Linked DNA regions of Mus musculus: region 2 is linked to region 1. A link is a contact called in public Hi-C data. All regions are on one chromosome and are shown on one strand. Each heading gives the region's core, a stretch centred on a gene start, on an enhancer-like site or on the middle of the called end of the contact. The rest is flanking DNA. Distances are from core to core; before and after follow the strand shown. Region 1 overlaps Kdm2b (lysine (K)-specific demethylase 2B). Region 2 overlaps Rhof (ras homolog family member F (in filopodia)).

The links. A called contact is a pair of places that touch in the nucleus more often than the background predicts.
Region 2: a Hi-C map of bone marrow-derived macrophages shows a contact between it and region 1, with 4 times the contacts expected there. The contact joins two enhancer-like sites. A contact is called at or near these places in 1 of 39 promoter capture datasets (neural stem cells), 21 of 484 Hi-C or Micro-C datasets (the AML12 cell line, B cells, the C2C12 cell line and 15 more), 14 of 115 datasets of contacts at active chromatin or transcription factors (CD8 T cells, the HPC-7 cell line, bone marrow-derived dendritic cells and 10 more) and 3 of 9 other capture datasets (adipose tissue, liver and pancreatic islet).

Annotation. Positions count from the first base shown.
Region 1 is chr5:122,966,550-122,973,076 of GRCm38.p6, reverse strand. The region is part of intron 4 of Kdm2b (lysine (K)-specific demethylase 2B); the gene reads left to right. Among named protein-coding and RNA genes, the nearest start is that of Kdm2b, 19 kb to the left of the region's middle. Within about 2 kb of position 4,541, at least 20 of the 459 cell types and tissues checked have an H3K27ac peak or open chromatin away from gene starts, as enhancers often do. A contact at or near this core is called in CD8 T cells, bone marrow-derived macrophages and trophoblast stem cells, where this site is marked.
Region 2 is chr5:123,124,548-123,131,000 of GRCm38.p6, reverse strand. The region is part of intron 2 of Rhof (ras homolog family member F (in filopodia)); the gene reads left to right. Among named protein-coding and RNA genes, the nearest start is that of Rhof, 4.9 kb to the left of the region's middle. Within about 2 kb of position 2,415, at least 141 of the 459 cell types and tissues checked have an H3K27ac peak or open chromatin away from gene starts, as enhancers often do. A contact at or near this core is called in CD8 T cells, bone marrow-derived macrophages and trophoblast stem cells, where this site is marked.

The DNA of each region.
Region 1 (6,527 bases), core at 3,292-5,791:
CTCTACCTCCTGCATGCTGGGATTAAAGGCATGTGCCTCCACCACCATCTTCCTTCCTCCCTTCCCCCCTTCCTCCCTTCCTCCCTTCCTCCCTTCCTCCCTTCCTCCCTTCCTCCCTCCCTCCCTCCCTCCCTCCCTCCCTCCCTCCCTCCCTCCCTCCCTCCCTCTCTCTCTCTCTCTCTCTCTTTCTTTCTTTCTTTCTTTCTTTCTCTTTCTTGATACAGATCTTACTGTATATTTCAGGCTGGCCTCAAACTCTGCCTCTTCTTGCCTTTCGTCTCTTGATTGCTGGAATTGTGAACTTGTACATCGTGCTTGGGTTAGACCTTCCAAAGCTTTGTTTAAAATTGTAGACTTTGGGTCTGGGAAGATGGTTTAGTGGGTAAAGGCAATTATTGCCAAGCCTAATGACCTGAGTTCAATCCCCAGGACCCACTTGGCATAGACACATGTGTGCACGCGCGCGCGCGCACGCGCACACACACAGACAGAGGCAGGTACAAACACACATACGAGTGTACACACACATATTAAACACGATAAGAATTTTTTAATACAGACTTTTATTTGTTTGTTAATTATTTTATTATCTGACATGCTGGGGATTGAACCCGAGATCATTTGATACCATGCATAGGATTCACTGCCAGCAGCATCTTTTCCAGTTTTAAAAGGTTCTTTAGCCTTGTCCTGGTCCCACTTCCACAGTTTGTAAATGAGCACCGAGGACTGGCGCTCTGCCCGTCGAGTTGCTCAGATGGTCTATGGCCATCTGCTTCGGATTCGGGCTTTGATTTCAGCGCTTAGAAGACAAGGCTTTTGTTCCATTCCAGAGGAAAAGTGACTCGGGTGTGGGTGTAGACAATGTTTGGTTCTAGCTCTATTAAATTTGAGCACAGGACAGAAGTTAAGATAAGGACAAGTAGTGTGGGGAGTCCCAACTGTCCAGGACAGAAATGCAGGCCAGGGAGGGCACGAAGGCAGGAGCATTAAGAATTGTGATCCCAAGAAAAATTGGGATTTCGGATTCTTTCCCCAGTATCTTTTCTTCACCCATCTCACAGATTTGCTATGAAGTTAAATCCCTAATGGTTGTCAAATTCAAGGGAAACTACACACACTCTCCTAATGTTTCTTCCCACTATGAATTACTGTCCTGTAGGGGTTGCCCCTTAAATAATAAACACAAGTGTTTAGGTAGCGATAAAAGCACTGTAAACGGAATATAAGAGTCCACAGTGCTTTTACTGTATCAATGCTCCTGAACATCACTGCGAACATCACTGCCTAGCAACGGCACGCTGTAGGGTACCAGCCCTTCAGCTTCGTGATCACAGGGCTGAGTGGGAGCCTGGGCTGGCTGTTGCTGCCTTCCAGAAGTATCAGATTGCCTGGGAACAGATCAAAACTTAGAATACAAAGTATGTTTTTTTTTTTTTTTTAATGTGTTTTTCTTTTGCACTGCCATCAAGTAAAAAAAAGTCTTAAGTCTAGTCACTGTCAAGTTTCAGACTATCTTTAATAGCCATAGCCTTATCTACCACTGACAGAGGGATGCTATTATGTGTGTAGGGCCTCTCCTATCTTTTCTTTTTCCTGGTTTTAGGAACTGAACCCAGTGCCTTAAACTTGCTGGGAAAGTCGTCTACCCCTGACCTGTATACCTCTCCTCATGTCTGTTTTATAGATGCCAAAACCCAGGCTCAGGTCTGGCTGTATCTAGGTGCCAAGAATGTTAGTGAGTGTATGCAAACCCTAGTGCAACCATGTGAGAAAACACCCGAGGCTTCAGAGTAGTTTGTTCCTGACCAAGCAGCCAACAAGTAAAAGGCCCAAGACTGTGCTCGAACCTTCCTGAACACAGAGGGTTTTTGTTTCAATTTTTACCCTTTAAGCCCAGGATAGCCTTGAATTTGTGGTGGTCCTCCTGCCCCGGTTTCTGAAGTGCAGAGATTGCTCTCCTATGGTCTGTTTTTATAACCTCTGCACAAGTGTTGTTGCTGGCTCCCAGCCGTCATCTAGAAAACTTCCTTGTTGCTTTCTCTGATTTCCTTGACTGGTTGCATTTAGATTGGGTTTGTCTGTCTGGTTTGTGTCTTTTCTTTTTAACCTTTTAAATTTTATATGTTTGTGTGTATGCGTTTGGATATATGGAGGTCAGAGCAAAATTCTCTCTCTTATGTGGTGGATTCATTCCAAGGATCAAACTCGGATTGTCTGGTTTGACGGGAAATGCCTTTATCCATTGAGCTGCCTGGCCTGCCTTGGAATTATGTCTTTGGCATGGTGTCCAGAAAGGCAAGGATCTTGAGGCAGGGGGACAGTCCTGGAGAACATTTGCAGAGGTTTCAGGATGAGTGCACAGAAGATTTTGGATTTACCTTACTTTACAGATGACTAGATCTACGGAGACCTGTCCCGAGTCACACAGTATTGCCCTGGACTCATTTCCTACACTCTTCAGTTTGGAGCAGGGTCTTTCTGGGAGCCCCACTATTGGGCTTTTACCAAGTGCTTTTGATAATTCTATCAGGGCAAGAGGGTGGTCCTAGTATTCCCATTTTACAGATAGATGAGAAACCTGAGGCCCAAAGAGGTTTACCTGAGGCCTCACTTGGTGGAAACTGGAGCAGAGGAGGGTATGAACCCCTACTTAATGTCTCATTTGATAAATGTTACTCACGTGAGCTGCATGAGTGGGTACGTTGGAAGCAGCATAAAAACCAGCTCTGAAGCCTCCTGGTGATTAATAGTATGTCGGAGCTGTCATGTGGAACATATCTGCGTTGCTTCTAAAGGGTAGTGCTCATGAGAGTTTGGGGTCAGTTCCTATATGTGCTTCCTGTTAGCTTCAGTGTGACTTTGAGCAGCCTCCTTCTGGCTATGAGCTCAGGGCTCTTGGTACTGACTGAGGAGCCTTCATTCAGACCAGGGGCCACAGGGCTATGGATTGATTTCTGCAGCTGCAGTCGGTTGGGTTTGTCTGCCATGTGTGAGCCCAGCTAGCCCATGAGGCCCAGAGAGATGGGAGAGAGCAGAGGAATGGGGCCACTTATGAACTTCAGGCTTTGTTCTGGGTTAAAAAATTCCCCTGTAGCCCTTTGACTTGGGAACCTAAGGTCAGGTTTATAACATAGATGTACCTTGCTTGGGTTCCAGGGGCAGCCTGTCCTTGTCACCTGGTTCTAACTGTGACTCAGTTGCCTTTTCTGTCTCTTTGGACACTGTCCTTTCTGATGCTAAGACCCTTCCTCAGAGACTCAGCTCTTTTGCACTTGTGTCAGCCTGGGAAAAGGAAAAAAAAAAAATTATTATTTTTTGAGACAGGATCTCACTGTGTAGCACCTGATGGCCTCAAACTCTTTATCCTCTCGAGTGCTGGGGTTACAGGTGTGCAGCCAGCCAGCTCCGGCTGACTGACAGGTTGCCCTGTCCCCAGTGGCCCCTCAAGCCTCTCTTTATCCCTCCAATCCAACTTACCCCAGTCACACTGATGGGAAATGAGCTGAGTAATGGCGTATGTGGTATGTAGTGATGCAGTATGCCAGCCCTGAGAGAGGTCCTGCATGCGCGACCCCACTCAGTGGTTTTCCAAGGGAAATCCCAGGAATGTAGTCCTAATGCTGAGTCTGTCCTTCCTTGGCCCACTCAACCCCAGGCTGCTTGCTTTTTATCTATAGATCTGACTCGTGTACTCTTTGAAGAAGTAAAGTTAAGTCTATGTCTTTCCCTGGCAGGAGCTGGACCCAGGAATAGGGTTTGTGGTGCCTATGGGACCATAACCTTAACTAGGGCTCTTGGCATTGTCCCAGGTGTCCAGAGGCATCCAAGGTGCATTCTGGGGTGTGCCTTATATAGCTGTCTTGGAACTCCCTATATAGAGCAGGCTGGCTTCAAACTCAGAGATCTACCTGTCTCTGGCTCCCAAACATTGGGATTAATATTGTCCCATCCTCTGTGTAGTTTAGAGTAAGAAAGATTTTAATAATTTTTAGAGTATTGCATATAGCATATTTTCTTTGTTTGTTTGGTTTTTTTTATTGACATACGGTTTCTCTATGTAGCCCTGACTGCCTCTTCCTTCCAAGTGCTTGGATATAATGGCATATAATACCACACCCAGTTTTTGTCTTTGAGGCTGGGTCTCTCTTTGTAGCCCTGTATTTTATTTTATATTTTTGTTTGTTTGTTTATTTCATGCATATGACTGTCTTGCCTACATGGATGTTTGAGCTCCTTAACACATGTAGAGTCTAAGATTGGCCTGTACAGCTGAAGTGCAGCAGCCTCTGGGGCTCTGATGCTGATACTGTGTACCCCTCCTCTTAGGGAGAAACCCATCAGCTGGATCCTGAACAAAGCTAAGGTACAGGGCTGGACATAATAGGAAGCTGAAGAGGATTTGTGGATGCTTAGTAACAGGTTCTCTGCCCTGTGGAACTCTTAGGGAACTTGAGGGAGGCTGACCTGTTCCAGCCTCTTTGACTCGCATTGTGTCAAATGTGGCCTGAATCTTCAGCAAAGACCAGGGATGCCCCCTGGTGGATATGCACCTTCCCAGTGCAGGCACAAAGCGGCTTTCTCTTGGGTCCGCTTCCTGTCATCTTGAGGGCTGCACCTAGCTGCAGGAAACTGGAATCACTGGCGTCAAGGGTCATCTTTTCACCCTTAGCATGTGATAAAAATAGGCAGTGGCAGAGGTGGCATTTAGAGCCTGAGCCCAGGTGTAGCCTTGAATTAGCTTCAAATTCCAGCTCTGTGTACTGACTGCGCATGCTCGGGCAAGTTAGTTGTCCAAGTGTCCGGTCTCTTATGCGTCCAACAGTAATTGGATTTCCGACTCATAGAGCAGAGATGATGGGCGTGCCCGTGGAGGGGACAGGCCTTTGCTGAGGTGCTTGGCTTTGGCTGTAATTGGGAGAAAGAGCGCGTTCCTGGGAATGGAGTCAGCACACCACGCGTGGCCGTGCTTTGCTCGTTTGTAAAGCAGTCAGTCCTTCTTTTCATGGCTGTGAGTACCAGACCCCGAATCCAAGAGATATAAGAACTCTTGAGTTCTTCTGTGTGTTTGAGGAGTTCATTTTTTCTAACTCGGTTTCTTCTATGTGAGAGATCCCCCCTCCCTTTCACCATTATTGGGCCATTGGCCTGTTACAGGGCAGTTCTGCGCCCACCCAGGCACAGCTTGGCACGTTGAAAGTGATGAGCTGTTAACTTGAGTGGCACTCGGGTCCATCCAGAGCCCTGTTGGTGCAGGGGTCAGCAGACTTTACTCGGAAAGAACCGGAGAGCAAACATTTGATGCTTTGAGAGCGGGATTTGCTCTCGGTTGCAGATGCTCAGCTCTGCCACCATAGCTTGTGTGCGATTCAGAACCGCTGCCTGCTGCTTGGTGCCGAGCATGCTTCTGTGTGAATGTGGGAACTCAAGTTTCAATCGTGTTCACAATTGAGAGATGCTCTTTTATGTCTACCTCTGTATTTGGGAATGTAAATAGCGCTCCTCCAGGGATGGCGCTTATGGGCACTCAGAATGCTCAGTCGTTCAACATACGATCATTGCATGGTTTCCTGCAACACAAACGTCAAACAAAACGAGGGTGTCCCAAACCCCTGTAAAAGGATTGTTTACGTTTATACCCAGAACGTCAGGAAAACGCTGAAATCTGCAAGTGGTGCGCATGTGAAGGTAGGCTTTGAGCAGTTTGTGCTTTGAGACCTGAAGTCCCTATGAAGTTGTCCAAGCCAAAATACATGTGTGCTAGATGTGTCTGTGACAGGATCAAGTGTGCTTTCATTATTGCGGAACAGAAAATCCATCTGAAAGTGTTGAAGGCACACACAGCAACAGAAAGCAAGAGAAATATGAAGCTTTTATTCCACCCCAGAGACAGGGTTTCTCTGTGTAGCCCTGGCTGTCCTGGAACTCACTCTGTAGACCAGGCTGGCCTCGAACTCAGATCTGTCTCCCTCTGCCTCCTGAGTGCTGGGTGTAGCTGGCAATATGAAACTTTTTAATTAAAATAATAAAAAAATCAAGTCTTAGCCAAAAGGCAGAGACAGGTGAGTCTCTGTGAATTCAAAAGCAGTCAGAGCCACATGATGAGACCCTGGCTAAGAGAAGAGAAGAGAGGAGAGGAGGGGGAGGGAAGAGGGGAGGGAAGAGGGGAGGGGGAGGGAAGAGGGGAGGGAAGAGGGGAGGGAAGAGGAGGGGAGGGGAGGAGAGGGAGAGGGAGAGGGAGAGGGAGAGGGGAAAGTCAAAGGTTAATAATTAAAGAGCTGGGTATGGTTATGCACACCAGCATTTGATTTTTTCAAGACAGGGTCTCACTGTGTGGCTCTGGATGGCCTCGAACTCACTGAGATTTACCTGCCTCTGTGCTGGGATTAAAGATGTGTGCAACCACACCTGGCCTCATCATTTTGAGGCCAGCCTGGTCTTCATAGTAAGTTCTGGGGCTAGATAGGGATCTCTCTCTCTCTCTTTCTCTTTCTTTCTCTCTTTTTCTTTCTCTCTCTCTCAAGACG
Region 2 (6,453 bases), core at 1,166-3,665, 160 kb before region 1:
GGGATGTCATCAGCCTTTGCAGGGTAAAGGTTGGGCCAGGTGGAGCCTCACCCATCTCTGTGACTCAGTGTTTAGTGACGGGTGGAACCACGTCATTGAGTGCCCCTTCCCTGCTAGTCCACCCCTGCATGTGTGACAGTCGCTGATCTTAGTTGGACCCCAAACCCAGGCACTCTCTCCACCCTTCTGGAGAAGATCAGGAGGGGGAGGTCACCACCTCAGGTCTTTATCTCATTCTAGTAATGGGCAGGTTCTATTGGAGAGACACCCAACACCTCTGAGTGACCAGTGGAGGCTCCCCGCCCATCTCTTCCAACCCCAGGTATATGAGGAAGGAATTCCTGAGGTGTGGCTTAGATAGCAGTAAGTCTGTCTGGAAAACCCACTTTCACATGCCTCTTATTAGGAACCAAGGAGGGGCAGAACCATTGACCGCACTTTGAGGCACGTTCTGGCTGAACAGTCATTGCATACCGCCCCACAGGAGAGGCCAGGAAGTCTGTTTTTCCCTCCCTCTGCCATCAGTCTTTCTTCTCACATCCCAGAGTTCCCTGTTCAGGAAAGCCCCCACCCCCTGCACCCCACCTACCCCCCAGCACCAGACCAGAGCAGAGACCATTTTGGGCATTTCTTGGAACAAAAAAAGATGCTCAGTAGACATGTTGGGCAGCGGTGTCCTGTGAGGGTGAGGGCTCAGAGAGCTGCTACCAGGTGGAAGGATGAGTTTGTCCCAGGAGGCTGTGGAGAGATGGAGGGAGAGCCCAGTGGCCGTCATCAGGAGGTTGTGAGGATTGCTTGGTGTAATGATCTTGTCTATGACTTTCTGCTTCGTGTGTGGAAACAGACCGAGAGAGACTCTGACTTGAGTTCACTGGTTGTGCCACTGAAGGCTTCTGAGCCTCATTTTCATCTTTCCTCAGAGCTAAGAGTCAAGGGAATTAAATCAAATTCCATACACACAGCAGCGCAGGGACTGGCTCTTGGGCTGCTCAGCATATACCGTTCTTTAGACTTCTTTGTTTTGTGCTAGGGCTGGAAATCAGGCTCTTATGCATAACTAAGGTCTACCCTGAGCTACATCCCCAGGCCCTCCATCTGAGTGAGTCTGTCTGTCTGAGACAGGGTCTCTGTTCCTCTTCCTAGCCTCAAAACATCCTGAGTAGCCCACCCTGCCCTCTGATGCTACCTCAGCCTCCTGAGGTATGCACCACCACACATGGCTCTGGCCCCATCTCTTTCTGCAGGAAATCTAGACGGGCCACACACACTTTTCTGATGGAGAATCTAGATGGGCCCTCAAGAATGTCCCTCGGTGACTAGGGAAATTCTAATGGCAGGAGGAAATTCCCTGGCCAGAGAGCAGTGTGCTTGTGAGGCTGGGTCATTCCTCTCGTGTGTGCACAGGGTTTGTCCGGAGGAGGCTCTAGAAGATTCTGTGGAATAAATGAATTCATCATTGGCGAGATGAGTCAGCTCTACCTGTGGCTGCCTCTTGGGCTAATGTGGGGGAAAATGACGGTCAGTAACTGTCTAGACTAGAGAAAAGGGGAGGCTTAAGGGGGTGAGATCAATGACTGAGTTAGAGATGAATCTAGAAAGTGCCATAGAAAGTTCTAGAACTGGGGAGAGCAGCCTGCCTTTCCAGTCAGCTGTGATCAGAATTACGGGACAGGAATGACCCCCCAAAGTTGAATTTTCTTCTAAACCCAAAACGGAACGCTAGGTCCATGCCCACAGGGCCCATATGGAAGGCCCCTGTGGCTACTTGTCCCCATCCTGCGGAAGTAGTCAGAGTCACCCCAGCCCTTTACTGAGCACTGGGTGCTCAAGAGGTAGAGGGGGTGGGGCCACAGCACTCACAGCTCCAGTAGCCTCCCCTGAGCCCTGACATCTTCAGACAGGAAGCTGTGGTGAGGCTGGGGAGGTTCCTGGGCAGAGGGGTGGTGTCATGGTGGGGTTGTTTGGACACCATCCAAAGGCTCTCATCTAGTACCGGAGGGACACAGAGGTTTGGGGAGCTATGTGCAAGAGAATCAGTAGGAGAAAAGTGTGTGTGGCAGGTTGGGAGGGGGGCGTCAGGAGCTGCTAAGACAAGGGATCAGGACAAGACAGGGGCTGTGGATCCTGGAGTAAGTCAAGTCAGGGACCATGGGCTAAGGTCAGGCTGGGACTTCCCCGACTCTTCCTGTCCCCAGGGAGAAAAGGGGGTGGGAGTGGGCTAGCTGAGCGACTCAACTCAGCAGCTTCCCCTTCTCATGCTGCCACCACCCTTCTCTAAGCAATGCTTTAGTCAAAACAGCTCACCTCCCGCAGTGTAAATGCCCCTCCTACAGATCTGGGGAGCACTGCTCGCCAGTCTTCAACTCAGCTCTGGGACTTAGGAGCCCTGTCCCGGAAAAGGAACCCAGCTGTCAAGGGGACGCCCCCACTTCACAGAGGAAATGTGTCGGGTGGAGTGACAGCCTCACTTCCACCTGCCCCACAGACTTCGAGACTTGAGAGCTCAGGCCCACAGCCTCCTTCCTTACTAGAACCAAGGGCATGCTGGCAGCCTTCTGTGACTTTTCATCTTTAATAGACCAACCTAGTGGGTTAGAATCGCACCCAAGTCATTAACCTGTGCCCAGCCCCAAAGTCTTTTTGGTTTACAAATCAACATATACCTCAAATCCACACTCTCCCAGATGAAGAAATGGAGGCTTAGGAAGAAAAGACTCAGGCCCCTGGTTGTGCACCTCAGTAGGGCAGCAGTAACTAACTAAATTCCTTGTCTTTTGTTTGTTTTTTTAATTATTTATTTTATGTACGTGACTACACTCCACCTGTCCCATTACAGAAGGTTGTGAGCCACCATGTGATTGCTGGGATTTGAACTCAGGACCTCTGGATGAGTTGTCAGTTCTCTTAACTGCTGAGCCATCTCTCTAGTCCTTGTTTTGTTGTTTGTTTGTTTGTTTGTTTGTTTGAGACAGGGTTTCTCTGTGTGTAGCTCTGGCTGTCCTGGAACTCAATCTGTAGATCAGACTGGCCTTGAATTCAAAGATTGGCTGCCTCTGCCTCCTCTGCCTCTCTGCCTCTGCCCAGCTCAAATTCCTTATCTTATTCCTTATTCAGTGTAGGACCCACACTGAATCCTACGAAAAATCAGGCCAGGCAGAATCAAGCCCGAGAAGCAAATAGTGTCTAAGCCAGTTCCCCGTTTCCTCCCCGGTGCTCCCAATTTCATGAGACAGCTGTTTGTGCCTCTGTTTTCCCCAGCAACCTTGTTAGGACTGGGGTGTTGTCCTAATTTAGTATACTGTTGCTGTAACAAAAACAGTTATCAAAAGCAACTTTGTGGGGAGAAAGGGCTTCTTTGATTTATAGCCCATCTTTGAGAAGCCAATGCAGGCACTCCAGACAGAAACTAGCTCGGTGTGGCGACCCCCACCAGAACATTGTTTCATTACTACTTCATAACTATGATTTTGCTACTGTTAGGAATCGTATGTAACTGTTAGGAATCGTAACGTAGATATCCGACACGCAGGATATCTGATCTTTGTGAAAAGGTTGGTTAGCCCTCAGGGGGGTCGCAACACAGGTTGTGAAACACTGACCGAGAGGCAGGCACTGAAGCAGAGAGCTCAGAGGAGAGCTACTTACAGGTTTCCTTAGCTACCTTTCTTACCTAACCCAGGACCACCGCTCAGGGGTGGCACCACCCAAAGTGTGTTTATCCCACCTCCACAGTTAGCAATCAAGATAACGCACCGCACCCCAGACATGCCTGCGGGCCCATCTGATGCAGACAAGTGACAATTGAGGTTCTTTCTTCTCAGATGTGTCAAGTTGACAACCTAGATTAGCTGTTGTTACTGGTGCTTAGAATGAAGCTTTCTCCCTGCCTTCTGGGGGTAGGCTGAACAAAACAAAACAAAATAAAACAAAACAAAACACCTTTTATGACAGAGTCTGTCTAGCTGTGAGGGATAAGGCATTTCCATTGTCTGCGTCTTGGTTTCTCGGGCTAGGCGACAGTGAGGGCCTAACTTGTATGGTTGTTGTGCAGAGTGGTAAATTTGCCTGATAAATTGTGTGTGTGGAGACAGCTCAGTGGTGTGGAGTGTATACTTCATTTGCAGATGACCTGAGCCTGTTCACAGCACACATGCCAAATGTAAGTCCGGATTTGGGAGAGCTAGTACTCCCATGGGCACCCACTTTCTCAAGTTCATAGATCACTTTATTGATGCACGAATTTATATAAAATTAAAAATTTTTATTTTTTATTTTTTTCTGAGGCAGGGTTTCTCTGTGTAGCCCTGGCCGACCTGGAACTTACTTTGTAGACCAGGCTGGCCAGGAACTCAGAAATCCGACTGCTTCTGCCTGCCTCTGCCTGCCTCTGCCTGCCTCTGCCTCCCTAGTGCTGAGATTAAAGGCGTGCGCCACCACACCCGGCTTAAATTTTATTTTAAAAAGCATTTTGAACAAGTTAGGCATTCACAGATGAATATTACTATCTGTCCACATCTCTGTAATTGCCAAGTCTCCCCTGCTCTTACAGCTCCATTTCACAGATAAGAAAACTGAATGTGGGGTTCAGTCCTAGTGGGGAGGCCTTTGTGGACACGCTGGGTGCTTTTTAGAACAGCTGGGGCAGGCAGCCGACATTGGCAGGGGGGACGAAGCTATTTGGTACTGCAGTTTTACAGAGTGCCCAACTGTGACCTTGACAGACTTGCTCTCCTGAGTCACCTCGTGGGTGCTGCTTGAATTAGCACAGATCAGGAAGCGGAAAACCAACGCCAAAGGGCTCTGTGGGCACCGGGCTGGACTTAGCTTTTTCCATTTGGTCGCTGAATTTCTACTGTGCTCACCTCACTTCCAAGACATGCGCAACGACCCCCTCCCTGGGAAGGAAACAAAAGTCGTCAGGACACTGTGCCATCAGATAATAAGATGTATCCTAAGGCAAAGCAAAGGAGAACCTTTGTAATGGGACAGACGGACACACCAAGAGGCCATTGGTTCAGGGTGGTCAAGAAAGGTTTCCTGGAGGTGGTGACATTTATGCTTAGGTAAGGAGGGAGAGAGAACCAGCCAGCTGCAACCTGTCGGGAGAACCTTCTGGAAGAGAGACCAGCAACAGCAGAGTGTGTGAACGAACACTCTTCAGCCCACTGTGGGTCAACTTCCTCCTACCTACAGCAACCTGACTCCGCCCACTTCCACCCAGCTCGCTCGCTCTCTCTCTCTCTCTCTCTCTCTCTTTAATGCAGTAGTGGAGTTGTATGTAGTTACTCTGTCCCACACACATCTCAGCCCTCATCTCTGCTGCTGCCACTTGAACCAAAGCAAGCCATCGATTAGCCACTACTTCCTGACTGGGCGGGGGGTGGGGCTGGGGTGGGGGGCGTGGGGTAGGGATTCTTAAAGGATACAAGTGGTAAACAGTGTGCCCTGTTTACCTGCGAGACTATGGAACCTGTGTGGAACAAGCAGGAGGAGACACACTTGGAAGAGCAGGGACGACCTATCAGTAGCATGCAGAGAAAGCACCAGCCAATACCTGGACCTCATTTTACAACTGGAGATGGTAGTCTCTAGACGAGTGGTTCTCAGCCTGGGTCGTGACCCCTTTTGGGTCCTGAAGTGTTCCTTTTATAACAGGGGTCACACCAGATATCCTGCATATCAGATATTTACACTGTGACTCATAACAGTATCAAAATTACAGTTATGAAGTTGCAGTGGAAATATATTTAGAGTTGGGGGTTACCACAGTATGAGGAACTGTGTTGAAGGGCCGCAGCATTAGGGAGGTTGAGAACCACTGCGCTAGGTAAATTTTTGGAAGAGAGTGTGTTTGTTACACCGGACATCACTCCTACCTGCACCTACAACTTTAGACGGCTAGAGCCTATTTTTACCCAATATAGAATAAGAGCTGTTAATTTGTATTAATTCCACTTAGAATGGGGGTGGTTTGGAGTTGGCTCCTCGATCTGTGGCTGTGGGTAACTTGCTTATCTTCTGTAAACTGAGCCCTTAGTGTAGGAAATCTGAGCACAGTTATTCCTTGGTACCCGCACCCCCATTGATAGTAAAATCCCTTGGAGACTCAAATTTAATCCTTACACCATCCTCAGTAGCTCAACATCTTTTTTTTTTTTTTTTTTTTTTTGGTTTTTCAAGACAGGGTTTCTCTATGTAGCCCTAGCTGTCCTAGAACTCACTCTGTAGACCAGGCTGGCCTCAAACTCAGAAATCTACCTGCCTCTGCTTCCCAAGTGCTGGGATTAAAGGCGTGCGCCACCATGCCTGGTCCACATCTTTACCTCATATCTTTACCCTGGGCTACTTGTGATACAGTATCAGTGCTGTGCAAACCCTTGCCATCTGGACTATTTAGGGAAAGGTGACAAGAAGTCTGCATTTGTTCAGTGGCCGTAAGTTTCTTTCTGAATG